Regions from separate parts of the Sus scrofa genome. Here region 2 is linked to region 1. Evidence: chromatin contacts called from public promoter capture Hi-C data. All regions are on one chromosome and are shown on one strand. Each heading gives the region's core, a stretch centred on a gene start, on an enhancer-like site or on the middle of the called end of the contact. The rest is flanking DNA. Distances are from core to core; before and after follow the strand shown.

What was found. Promoter capture Hi-C pulls out the DNA fragments that hold promoters and counts their contacts.
Region 2: a contact with region 1 is called in a promoter capture Hi-C map of liver, with 4 times the contacts expected there. The contact joins the promoter of SLC25A28 here to the promoter of HPS1 in region 1. A contact is called at or near these places in 1 of 5 promoter capture datasets (liver) and 2 of 47 Hi-C or Micro-C datasets (embryonic fibroblasts and heart right ventricle).

Annotation. Positions count from the first base shown.
Region 1 is chr14:109,749,351-109,754,968 of Sscrofa11.1, reverse strand. HPS1 (HPS1, biogenesis of lysosomal organelles complex 3 subunit 1) reads left to right here and starts at 1,257. Exons shown (of 19, transcript NM_001098587.1): 1 at 1,257-1,291; 2 at 2,984-3,100. The coding sequence starts at 2,984.
Region 2 is chr14:110,802,687-110,808,351 of Sscrofa11.1, reverse strand. SLC25A28 (mitoferrin-2) reads left to right here and starts at 2,721. Exons shown (of 4, transcript XM_003133165.4): 1 at 2,721-3,157. The coding sequence starts at 2,867. It overlaps LOC110256623 (a long non-coding RNA gene), which reads right to left and starts at 2,621. Exons shown (of 2, transcript XR_002338384.1): 1 at 2,338-2,621; 2 at 1-1,752.

The DNA.
Region 1 (5,618 bases), core at 8-2,507:
CTGGGTCGTCGTGAGAGCCCTGTGGGTCGTCACGCCTGGGCCTCCCGTCCAGCAGGGGCAAGGCCGAGGCTCTGAGGGAGTGGGCCTCCTGAGACGGGGCTGCTGGCCGGGGGAAGCGACTGCTGCAGGGGCAGTTTCCTGGGAGGATGGTGATTTGGGCGTAGGAGGTTTTCCTCAGGTTGGCCCAGTGTCATCTGGAGCTCCAGTGAGTCCTGTGTTCCCTTCCTAGAGCAGGATAGAGAGAACAGGGAATTAACAAAATGACTCCAGTGGTTCTCTTTCCAACAGCCTTTTGAAATTAAAAAAAAAAAAAAAGCGGAACCTAATGTCCAGTGAAAAGCATTCCTGTTTTTCCAGGTATATGTCAGTTAGGCCAGTCATGCAGGTGATGTTGTAAGTCTCATGTTGCACAGGATGCTAAGCCCCCAACAGCACTTTCTTGCCTTTTACTTGTTTACAATGTTTGGCTTCCTAATTAAACTTCAGTTTTATATTGTTCCTGCCTTCGTGATCAAAATGTGAATGATTCTGGAACCAGTTTAGTTCACCCTGTCATTTGAGGAAGGGAAGCTGGGACATAAGTAAAATGACCCTCTATCTCTATGTAAGAAAGCAGTTTGCAAAGGATGTGCCTGCCTGGTGACTCCTGAACTCTCACTAGAACCCTGGAGGGAGGTGGAGCTGGTGGTGGCTGAGGCAGAGATGTTTATGTGCTTTGGCAGAGCCCAGACTAGAACCAGGTCTCTGATGCCTTTTGCGATGGTTTACTGCCATCTGTTGCATCATCCTAGGATACCTAGTCTGTCTCCTTAGGATGTGCTGTCTCTTAGTAGTCCTCACAGCAAGCTCCCTGGGGCTGCTCAGGGTGGGTTTGCTGACCGCACCATGGCTGGGAGTGACCCACAAAGAAATGAGATTAGTCAGTGGGCATTAATGTTTGTGGATATCTGCTATGTCCAAAGGACCATGCTGGCTGGGCTTGTATTCTCCATTGGGGAGGGCAGGATCTGGGCCACTGGCAAAACTCCTGGTAGTGGGGAGCTTGCTCTGAGCAGACTGCCCAAGGGCCAGAGAGAGACCTTTGACCATTCAGTCCTTCACCACCTTATCCCCTCCTGGGAACCAGGAGCTGTTGGAATGAGAACCTCTTCTTGCCTGTGACCTCCCTGTGTGAAGTGTCTGCAGGTCCCCTGATGATATGCTGCTCTCATGAGCCGGTCACCGAGTCTGTCTACTGCAGTCCTTCCTGAACCTTTGACTGTCCGGAAGCTCCACAGTGCTCCTTGCCAAGGTAGGTGGTCCTGCCTGAGCTGGAGGCAGGCAGCCCCCACCCTGGGGCTCCTCAGGCTGGGGGAGGTGGACAGGGTGAGGCAGGCGAGGGACCAAGCTCTCGAAAGCTGTGCAGAGCCCACTCATCCCCACCCCCTACCCCAGCTCTGCATCCTGATGTCACCTTTGCCTGTTCTGTCCTTCCTCCCTTGCATCCAGGCAGTCTCAAGGCCTCTAAGACTCTAAGCTACACCTTTTAAATCAGCCCTTCCTCCCCTGGCCTCCACTAAGGAGTGGACTCTCTTTCCTCCACCCGGACAACTGGTCTCCTTAACCGTGACCCCACCCATTCATGACACAGACCCTCACCAGCCTACCAGCGCGCTCTGCTCTTCACGGCCTCCATCCTCCAGCCCATACACCCCCTTCCAATCAGGCCAGCCCCTCAAGTCCCCATCTTTGCCACACTCACCTGGGAGTGTGCAGAGCAGCCTCTTCCAGGCCCACCTGCCCTCATCCAGCAACCTTTGCATCACACTCCATTGCTCTCCCAGTCTCTGCCTGTGTCAAGAAATTCCATGGGAATAGGCTACATTCTTTGCATTTTACTGTGCTGGAAACACCACAAGGCGAGGTGCTAAACCAACTGGAGATTTAGGAAGAATTCAGTAAGTACCCCTAAGCGGATCACACAGGGGATCCTAGTGAATGTAACTGCGCCAAGACCTCGAGTGGCTGTGATCCTATTGAGGAAACAGAATGTCCAGCCACAGAAGAGTTAGAGCAGCGCTTCCTCACAGTTGTCACATCTTAGCACATGTGGTCATGTCTGTGCAGCATGCTGCGGTGGAGGAGAAAACTTGATGGCCCTTTGCCTGGGACAAGCAGCTTGCCTGAGAGCTCACCAGGCTGCTGCGAGGGTTGAGAAGATCAATGTCTTGCAGCACCTCGGGGCCGGGCTCAGCATAGAAAGCTGTGGATTAAGAGCCTACCAGTTGGTGAATAAGACAACACGTATCATGAAGCATTAAAATGTGTGGCACAGAGGGTTCCATGCGTGGGTGGCCGGGAGGGAGGTCTGGAAGGGCCAAAGGTACTGGTGCTGGTGGCTGAGGAAGCAGCAGCTACACAGGGCTGAGAGTGAACCATGGCCAAGGCCACACAGCCTCTGTGTCCACCAGAGCTGGAGGAACGTGTGAATGAAACTCCTATAAGGCTGCATCCACTCCTTGTGGGCTTTGAAGCTTGTCCTGGAGCTGTTTCAGGCTTGAGGAGAAACACCTTTCTGGACCTTCCAGAGGGAGGTGCACTAGCTGCCCTCCCTTCCAGACCAGACCCCTTTGCAGTCGACCCCCTGTCCAGATCAAGAGCTAGGTCTCTCTTTACATCTGGCTCCAGCAGGACGGTGGTGGGTCTGTTGCTGTGGTGAGAGGGGCCGGATTATGCAGGAAAGAGCCCCAGCCTTGGCATCAGACAGATCTGGGTTTAAATCCCACCTCTGCCTCATCAAATCCTGTCTGTAAAATGGGAATAACTGAAGATTCCTGCTTTATCAAGTTGCCATGAGGAAATAACACCAGGAAAGCCCTCACGGCTGTGCCTGGCACACACTGAGGGCTACTAGGTGTTTGCTGGGATTCTGATCCTTTTTATTACTCAGGCCTTGCTTGGATGTGGGGCTGGGAGGTGGCCTTGACCTTACTTCTCCTGGCAGATGAAGTGCGTCTTGGTGGCCACGGAGGGTGCCGAGGTCCTCTTCTACTGGACAGATGAAGAGTTTAAAGAAAGTCTGCGGCTGAAGTTTGGGCAGTCAGAGAATGAGGGAGAAGAGGTGAGTGCTGTCAGAGAAGGAGGGAGAAGAGGGTCGAGGGATGGACAGGAGGGGACAGCACAGAATTGCAAGACGCAGCAGAGCCCCCCATCCCCTCCCCACTGCCAGCCCAGCCCGAGGGAGCAACAGGGCGCGTTTGTGGTCCAGCGCATCCTCACAGGTCAGCCCTTGATGCTCTGGAGGGCAGCGACCCCACCCTCACCCCCTAGGGCTCCCTGGGCTAAATGAGGGCCGGAGGAGGTGGGAGAATTTTAATCACAAAACCAACCGAGAAGCCTGATGTCCTCAGTGTCTCTACCTAAAAAGATTAGCATAAGCTTAACACTTTAATGTTTATGACAACTCTGTGAATTCCTACCCTACTCTACATTTTAAAGGAGTAATTTATTTTGAAAAATTTTCCGGATTAATTTCTGATTAACAGCTTTTTATTGGGAGCAGCAGAGAGAGTCCTTGCTAGTCTGCGGTGGCACAGACAGGTTCCCTCCTCTCCGTGCCCTTCCTGCCCCCGAAGCCCTGGTCATCGGCTGGGCCAGCTCCACGTCAGCAAGCTAATCCACCTCAGCGTCACTGATAGTCTTGTTACCATCTGTAGGAATACAGCAACATATCAGCGGTCATAGCTAGTTAAGTGGTGTTATTTAAAGCTAAAACCCAGGTCTGTTAGGCTTCTTTATATTTTAGCAATTAATACATATAAGTTTTTCATAAAGAATTTTAATGTATTTTAGTTCTTACACCAGTATACCCATTTGGTTGATTTAAGAGGGAAGCTATGTAATAGTGTTTCCCTTCCTCTTTATTAAAAACCTCGTAAAGGAACAAATCCTGATTTTTCAGTTCCTAAATGACTAATGGGAAGGAAAAAAGTCTTCAGAGTTTTATGTCTCAAGTACTCAACATTTTTTCCCCCTGATCCTGTAAATAATGTGAATTAATCATAGGAAATTTGGAGATACAGAGAAATAGTTTTTAAATGACCCATAATTCTACTACACTGAGTTATTAGCACTTCAATATATTTTCTTTGGATCCTTATCTTTTATGTATAGTTGGGATTATACCAGATTTACAGTTTTATTTCCTGTTTTTTTTGCACTCACCATTATAGCAAAAGCGTTATTCCATTTTCTTAAATGTTTTCAAAAGCCTAAATCTTAATGGAAACATTATATCCAGTGTATGAATAAATGTATTGTCGTTTATTTAACCATTTCCCGGGAACTGGACATGTATACTGCTTCTAGTTTGCTCTAGTGATTGATGCAGGGAACATTTGTGCTTGAATTTTATCCCACATCTCATTATTCCCTTAGAATAAATTGCTAAAAATAGAATCATCCATTCCTAAGCCATTCAAAGATGTGGTACCACTGTTTAGTCTCATCAAGTAATACACGAGAACGCTTGTCACACTGTATGCCTACACCGAAGAATATCATTCCCCCAACCCAAAGAATTCTTGTTACACCCCTCTGCCTACAGAAAAAGCTGCTACTTTTTTTTTTTTTTTTTTTTTTTGCTTTTTTTAGTCCCACACCTGTGGCATATAGAGGTTCCTAGGCTAGGGGTCAAATTGGAGCTACAGCTGCTGGCCTACACCAGAGCCACAGCAACACCAGATCCGAGCCACATCTTCGACCTGCACCACAGCTCCTGGCAATGCCAAATCCTTAACCCACTGAGGGAGGCCAGGGATCGAACCTGCAACCTCATGGGTACTAGTTGGATATGTTTCAGCTGCACCACAACGGGAACTCCCAAAGCGGTTACTTTTAAGATGAGTGGCTCCATGCAACCTAGATTTTTAAGTGATGTTTCCATTAATGTAATTGATTCGTGTCAATTCAAGAAAATTGTGGGGCGTGAATAATTCATCCAGTGTTTGCCTGTGTGGAGGGATATTCATTCGGCAAATATTACTGGAGAACCCACTATTTGCCAGCCTCTGGAAGGCAAAGCAGTGAACATAGCAGCCTGATCCTGCCCTCTTGGGATTTAGGGTCTAAAGAAGAATGCACCAGGTTGCATATGAACACCACAAGTCCAGGAAGTGACAAGCGGGTATGGATGGGGTGTGACCGGGGTGGGGGGCCTGAGCTGAGACCTGTAGGAGGTGACCGGCAGCCCCTCAGCAGTGGACACAGATCTGGGTTCCTGAACACAGAGTGCTGGAGGAAGCCCCGCTCCTCAATGTAGTTAAAATGCCGCGTGGTGCTTCATGTGCTTATTTTTCTCTCCAAGGCAAGGAAGGTCTTACTCAGCTCCTTGTAATCGAGGTTAGGACTCTGCTTTCTCCCTGTTCGGTCGAGGCTCCTGAAATCAGCTTGGGGACGGTCGGCTGTTTTCCTCCTGTCTTTTCATTCCAGTATTGAGAACCTGAGCCGTGACCAGTCCCCTGGCTTTATCTCATTTTTATTCACAGAGCCTCAGCAAAGATGCCTAGTTTCTTTGTGGTTTTGTCTGTTTGTTCTGTTCCTTATTTGGAGGGCGGGGAGAATGGATGGAGAAGAGCTTA
Region 2 (5,665 bases), core at 1,472-3,971, 1.1 Mb before region 1:
ATTTCCTCAAAGGCCTTTCCTGGCCACGCAAATGTAGCCACCCAATCACACATTATCACACCTCCCTACTTCAGTTACCAGCACAGTACCTACAGCCAACCAATATTTTAACAGGTCTGTCCCTCTCCTCCCATTAAAAAGTAAGCCCCATGAGAGCGTGAACTCTTGTCCATCCTCTGTCACCAGCTTCAAGTAAAGTGCCAGGTAGAGCTGGTACTCAATAAATATTTACTGAATGTTCCCACGATAATTTCACTTAAAAGGTATGCAATTATAGGAGACCTGTTGTGGCTCAGCGCGTTAAAAATCCGACATAGACTCCGTGAGGATGCGGCTTTGATCCATGGCCTTGCTCAGAGGGTTAAGGATGCCGTGTTGCTGCAAGCTGCGTCGTAGGTCACAGATGTGGCTTGGATCTAGTGTTGCTGGAGGATGGCAGCTGCAGCTCCAATTCAACCCCAGCGCAGGAACTTCCATATGCCACAGTACAGCCATAAAAAGCCGGGGGGGGGGGAGGTAGGCAATAACGTATAAATAGGGTTCCAATAAGGAAAACAGATTTGCAATAGTGGGAAGTTCTCTAAAAATTGAAGCAGAACAAGAAATATTTAGGAGTGTTCCCCCTCCGCGGGGGTAGAGGAGTGTAGGAAGACTTTCAGAGTAGAACAGAGTGGTTCCTGCCTGAAGTTAGGAAAGTTTCAGGGAGGGATGGGTCAGTGAGAGGCAAGTGTGGGAATAAGAAATAAACCATTGGATTTGGAAAGGTTGTTTGTGATCAGTGCACAAAGGAATAAAAACATAGGGCTTGAGGAAAGAAAGGACTTAGCAGGTACTCATTACTGCAGTGGTAGTGAGTAGCAAAGGGAATCAACACTCTAGCTGGATTGAGCGGGTTTCTTTGTGTGAAACCTAGGGTTCTTAACCTGAAGTTAATGGATCCCTACGGGGTCCAGGAGTCACCTTCAGGGACTCTGCAAACTCAGAAAGCATAATTTTGTGTGTGCAAGGGGGTGGGCAGTGGGGGGAAGAGGATTTGTAGTTTCATTATTTTCCAAAAGGTTGAGATCAAAAGGTTAAATAGCCACTGCCAAAGAGGAAGAGAATGAGGTTTTGGGGGTTTTTTTTAGTTAAAAAAACAAAACCCAGGATTTACTCTGTGGCTCAGCGGGGTTAAAGACCTGGCATTGTCATTGCAGTTGCGGTTGCTGCTGTGATGCAGATTCCACCCCTGTCCTGGGAACTTCCGTATGCCAGGGTCATGGCCAAAAACAAAACTCAAAAAACCGGAAGCGCAGAGAAGGGCTAAGCTTAGGGAGAAAAAAGAAAAACCTTTAAAGAAAGGCTAGAAACAGATTTTTTTTTCTAAAGTTCAGAATTACATCATCATCTCAGTAAAACAGGGAGTGAAGATCTGGAAACACTGGGGGAACCTGTGCAAATACGCTCCAGTGAAGGGAGATTAAAGAAGCTGGGCAGATGAAGTGGGCCAAGTCTGTCTTCCTCAACCGAGCCGGCAACTCTTAGCGATGCACCTGCGCAACGTCCCGTCCGGGAGATGGTGCCCAAGGCTGGGAATTGCTGGAACTGTTCTCTAACCAGTGAGCTCTCCTCTGAGACTCCAGCCCACCCGCCTGGGAGGGACAGCGGTCTCACCACAGAAGGAAACCGTCACTGGTCGGAGGGGTTCACCAATGAGTCAGCTCTGGGACAAGCTGTGCGTCCGACAAGTTTCCACATAGTTGCTGTGCTTCCCTACAAACATAGGCAGCTGCCACCAGCCTGGCCTCCCCATCCGTCTTCGTCTCTGAATCATCCCGCCTTATTTCGACATTTCCCTTCTCCTCCAGCTCTCTGCCTGGCGTAGGACCTAACAGCAGGCTTCCGGAGAACTCATTCACTCAACAACTGCAGGGTTTACTGGGTGAATGCGGGGCAAGCCCAGTGCCAGGCACTGGGGGCTGAAGAGCACAAGGCCTTCAGGAGTCCGCCCGCGCGCAGCCCTGAAGGACCAACACTCTCGATCTGACCTTAGTTTAACGGGCTGCTGCCAGCATGTCGCAACAGTTTTACCGACAAGTCGGCGGGCCACGCCAGGGGATGCCCGGCCCAGGCCCGCCCCGCCCCACGCCATCCAGAGATCCCGCGGGAACAGAGCTCTCGAGCCAAGGCCACCCGCCAGCAAGCGATCCTCGAGTCTCGGGATTCGGGGCGGGGGCTCGAGAACGGGTCCTAACGGCATCCGTCAGCGGTTTGACCTTGAAAACCTGGCACCGCCCTCCCCTTCCACCCCCCCCGTCTTCACCCCACCAAACCCGGCTGCAGTGCCCACAGCCTCACCGGCGCCAGTCCGGGGCCCAAATTCCGCCTCGATAGCCCCTGGCGCTTCGCCCTCTTGCTGTAGCCAATCAGATTCCGACGTGGTGCTGGCCAATGGCCGCGGTCAAAGTATCAAGAGTGGTTGAGCCTATCAAAGTTTAGCCTTAAGTTTCTCCCGCCCTCTAGAAAAGTCGGAGGGCGGGTTTATCTTACATGTCGGCCAATCAAATGGCCAATAAACAAGACACCTCCAAGATCAAAGGGGAAGGGGTGGGATCTAAGCAGTAGCAACGCCGCGGGGCGGAGGAATGACAGGCAACTTTACTAATACCACAGACATATTTTTTCTACGTAAACTAAGGGGAGGGGCTATCTTGGCGGCTGCACCAATGGCTGGTTGAGGGGCGTGTCTTCGGGGCCAAGCGGGAGCCCGAGGCCCCGGGCTCCCTGGGCCGCGCCTGAGGCAGACGCAACGGGGCTGGGGGGCGGCGGCGGCAGTGGCGGCGGCAGCGGCGGCAGCGGGGGTGGGCGCCGCAGCTGGCCTGGGTGGATGGAGTTGGAGGGGCGGGGTACTGGCGGTGTGGCGGGGGGGCCGGCAGCGGGGCCGGGGCGGAGCCCCGGGGAGTCGGCGCTGCTGGAAGGGTGGCTGCAGCGGGGCGTGGGCCGGGGGGCCAGCGGCGGGGAGGCCGGGGCCTGCAGGCCCCCGGTAAGGCAGGATCCGGACTCCGGCCCAGACTACGAGGCGCTGCCGGCTGGAGCCACTGTCACCACGCACATGGTGGCGGGCGCCGTGGCAGGAATCCTGGAGCACTGCGTGATGTACCCCATCGACTGCGTCAAGGTGAGACCTGGACCTGTTCTGAACCCAACCTGGGGCTGACCTGACCCCTGGGTCATGTCCGGAGTCAGGGTCTCAGCCGAGAGCCGGAGCCGACATGGGTTCCTTTCTGGCTCCTGTCACCAGCCACGCTATTCGACCATACTCCATGCAAGCAAGGTTCCGGTCAGGAATTGATTCCAGTTAGGAACCAGGACCATTTTCTAACCTTCAGTGAGATTTGAATCGGGACTCTGGAAAGAAAATCTGTCAGCCAAAGGCCTGGATCCCTGCTGGGACTAAACAGGAGTAGGGTCGGGTGGGAAGGGAGCAGGTAAGTGCTACTAACTTGATTAAGGTGAAGCCTACTGAAGACCTTGAATAGGATCTTAATGGCTTGAGATGTTCTCTGGCAAATGCTCTTACAAGCTTCTTGCTGTGTTTTCCCTTAAAAGAGACAGGGCAGGAACCAGAATCTGGGATCTCTCAGTTAGATAAAGGATTTCCTTATTAAATCTTAACCCATGAGTGATTTGAAATCACTGTGCAGTCAGAATTCAGAGTTCCTGACTGGAAATAATGTGGGAAAGATGATGTTCAGGAAAAAGTTTCGGTTTCTCTATGCAGCAAGCATGATACCCCACCTATTTCCTGACCATGAAAATTGAGCTGGGATGGGGATTGTGTATGTGCAGGGAGCACAGTGGCCCTCAAAGGAGAAATGGACCTCATGGTGTATTTTTTAGCCACTTGAGGTAGACAACAAGAGAAAAGTTGCTTAGAAGGGAAGCATGGCAATACTGGAAAGTAGATGTTAGTGTGAAGAAAATAAAATCGGATCCATACGAGGATGTGATTCATGTGAAAGTAAAACTTAATTTTTTTATCCACACCAAGCAGCCTGATGAGTGGGTCCAAGAAGTCAGGTACTTGTGAGAAAAGCTGGGTGAAGAGGGGAACAGATTCTTTACAGTTCTTTTTCTTATGCGTTAGCAAAGGAACCACCACTAAATAAACTGAGTGAGAAGTACACTCAGGGAGACTTGAAATAAGTATAATGACAGAGACTGTTTCCTCCTTTACATGTTAAGGGCAATAGTCAAACAGTATTCTCACAGTTCTAAGACAATGTGTTTTCTCCTCAAATTAGGAAAATGTTACATATTCAGGAGGAGAGCATCACCTTGGGAGATGCAAAGTCTCTCTCTTCTGCTTCTCTCTGGTTCCAGTACCCTTGCATGTTTTCATTAGTGATGTGAATGAGGAAATGGAGAAAGTGCTCATTAAGCTTTGTGAATAACACTGCGTTGGTAGTATTCTAGCACATTGCAAGTGAACTCCTACCGAGGGCCATGCCCATTGAAAGGGGTAAATGCACTTGGCTAAAGTGGATATTCGAATTTTAAATACCCATGTCAATTGAGAGGAATAGAAATAAACAGTAGAATCCATGAGAGAGAAGTAAGAGGCTGGCTAATGCTTTAACAATATGGTAATGTCACATCGACAAGTACAAACAAAGAGACTCAGACATTTATGTAAAAGTCTAGGTTGAATGCCTGTGAGTTGTTAATGCTTTATATCCAAGAGTTAACATGATCTAACTGCATAGTAACCCCACTATACTTAGACTCTGAATAGAGAGCAGGGTTTTTAGGGTGCCGTCTTTCAGGATGGCTATCAAACGAAAACTGGACCAAGGAGAGTAGTGAAAAATTATTCAATGGCTTGAAAAATACAGTGTAATCATGTGACAGACATATTACTACAGCTTATCAGTTTAAGTGTTGTTCTTTTACCTTAGGAGGCTATTTCCTTACTCCATATATTTACATAATGCTATTGTCGTTGTAAACATTTTATAAATTCCTCTGTTGGAAATGCCTCTGGAATATTTGGATGCATATCCTTAAATGGGGCAAGTCTCTGTCCTGTGACAAGATGGAGTTGATGTTTTGGTAATTGAGACCATTCAGAATCAGATATGGCAGTTAAGGTGGGAGATCAAAATGGAGTGATTGGAGTCAGAGATAAGGTAGGACTGGAAAGCTAGGAAACTGATTTACTCCGGAGGCTGCTACACCCACTGAGGAAACACTTTGGAAGAGGAGTTCCAGAGATGTTTTGCATAGCCCCAGCAGCAGTGCTGGAATAAGTCACTTGTAGCTTTCCAAGGTAACTAATTTGAAGAACAGTTCTCACTCATTTGCATAAGCTTTGAAGTTTTGTTTTTGAAAAATGAGTACTACAACATTACAGTCAAAGCACTACATTAAAGAAATACTTATTTGATCTGGAGGGAAAAAATGCTCAGGAGGCTACGAAATGTATTTTAGAAGAATCATTTTCATTTGCCATTACTGCTGGGATTTACATGACTAGAGGGAAAAATGAGGTGAGACCATAAGGGTTTAGTGTCAGTAAACACCGTTTACAGTAAACACTGTTGTGCAGACATGAAAGTCAAATTCAAATCTCTTCCTTCAGAAAGAGCTTCCCAGTTCACTTGTCCCCAGACACCCCTTCTTCCTC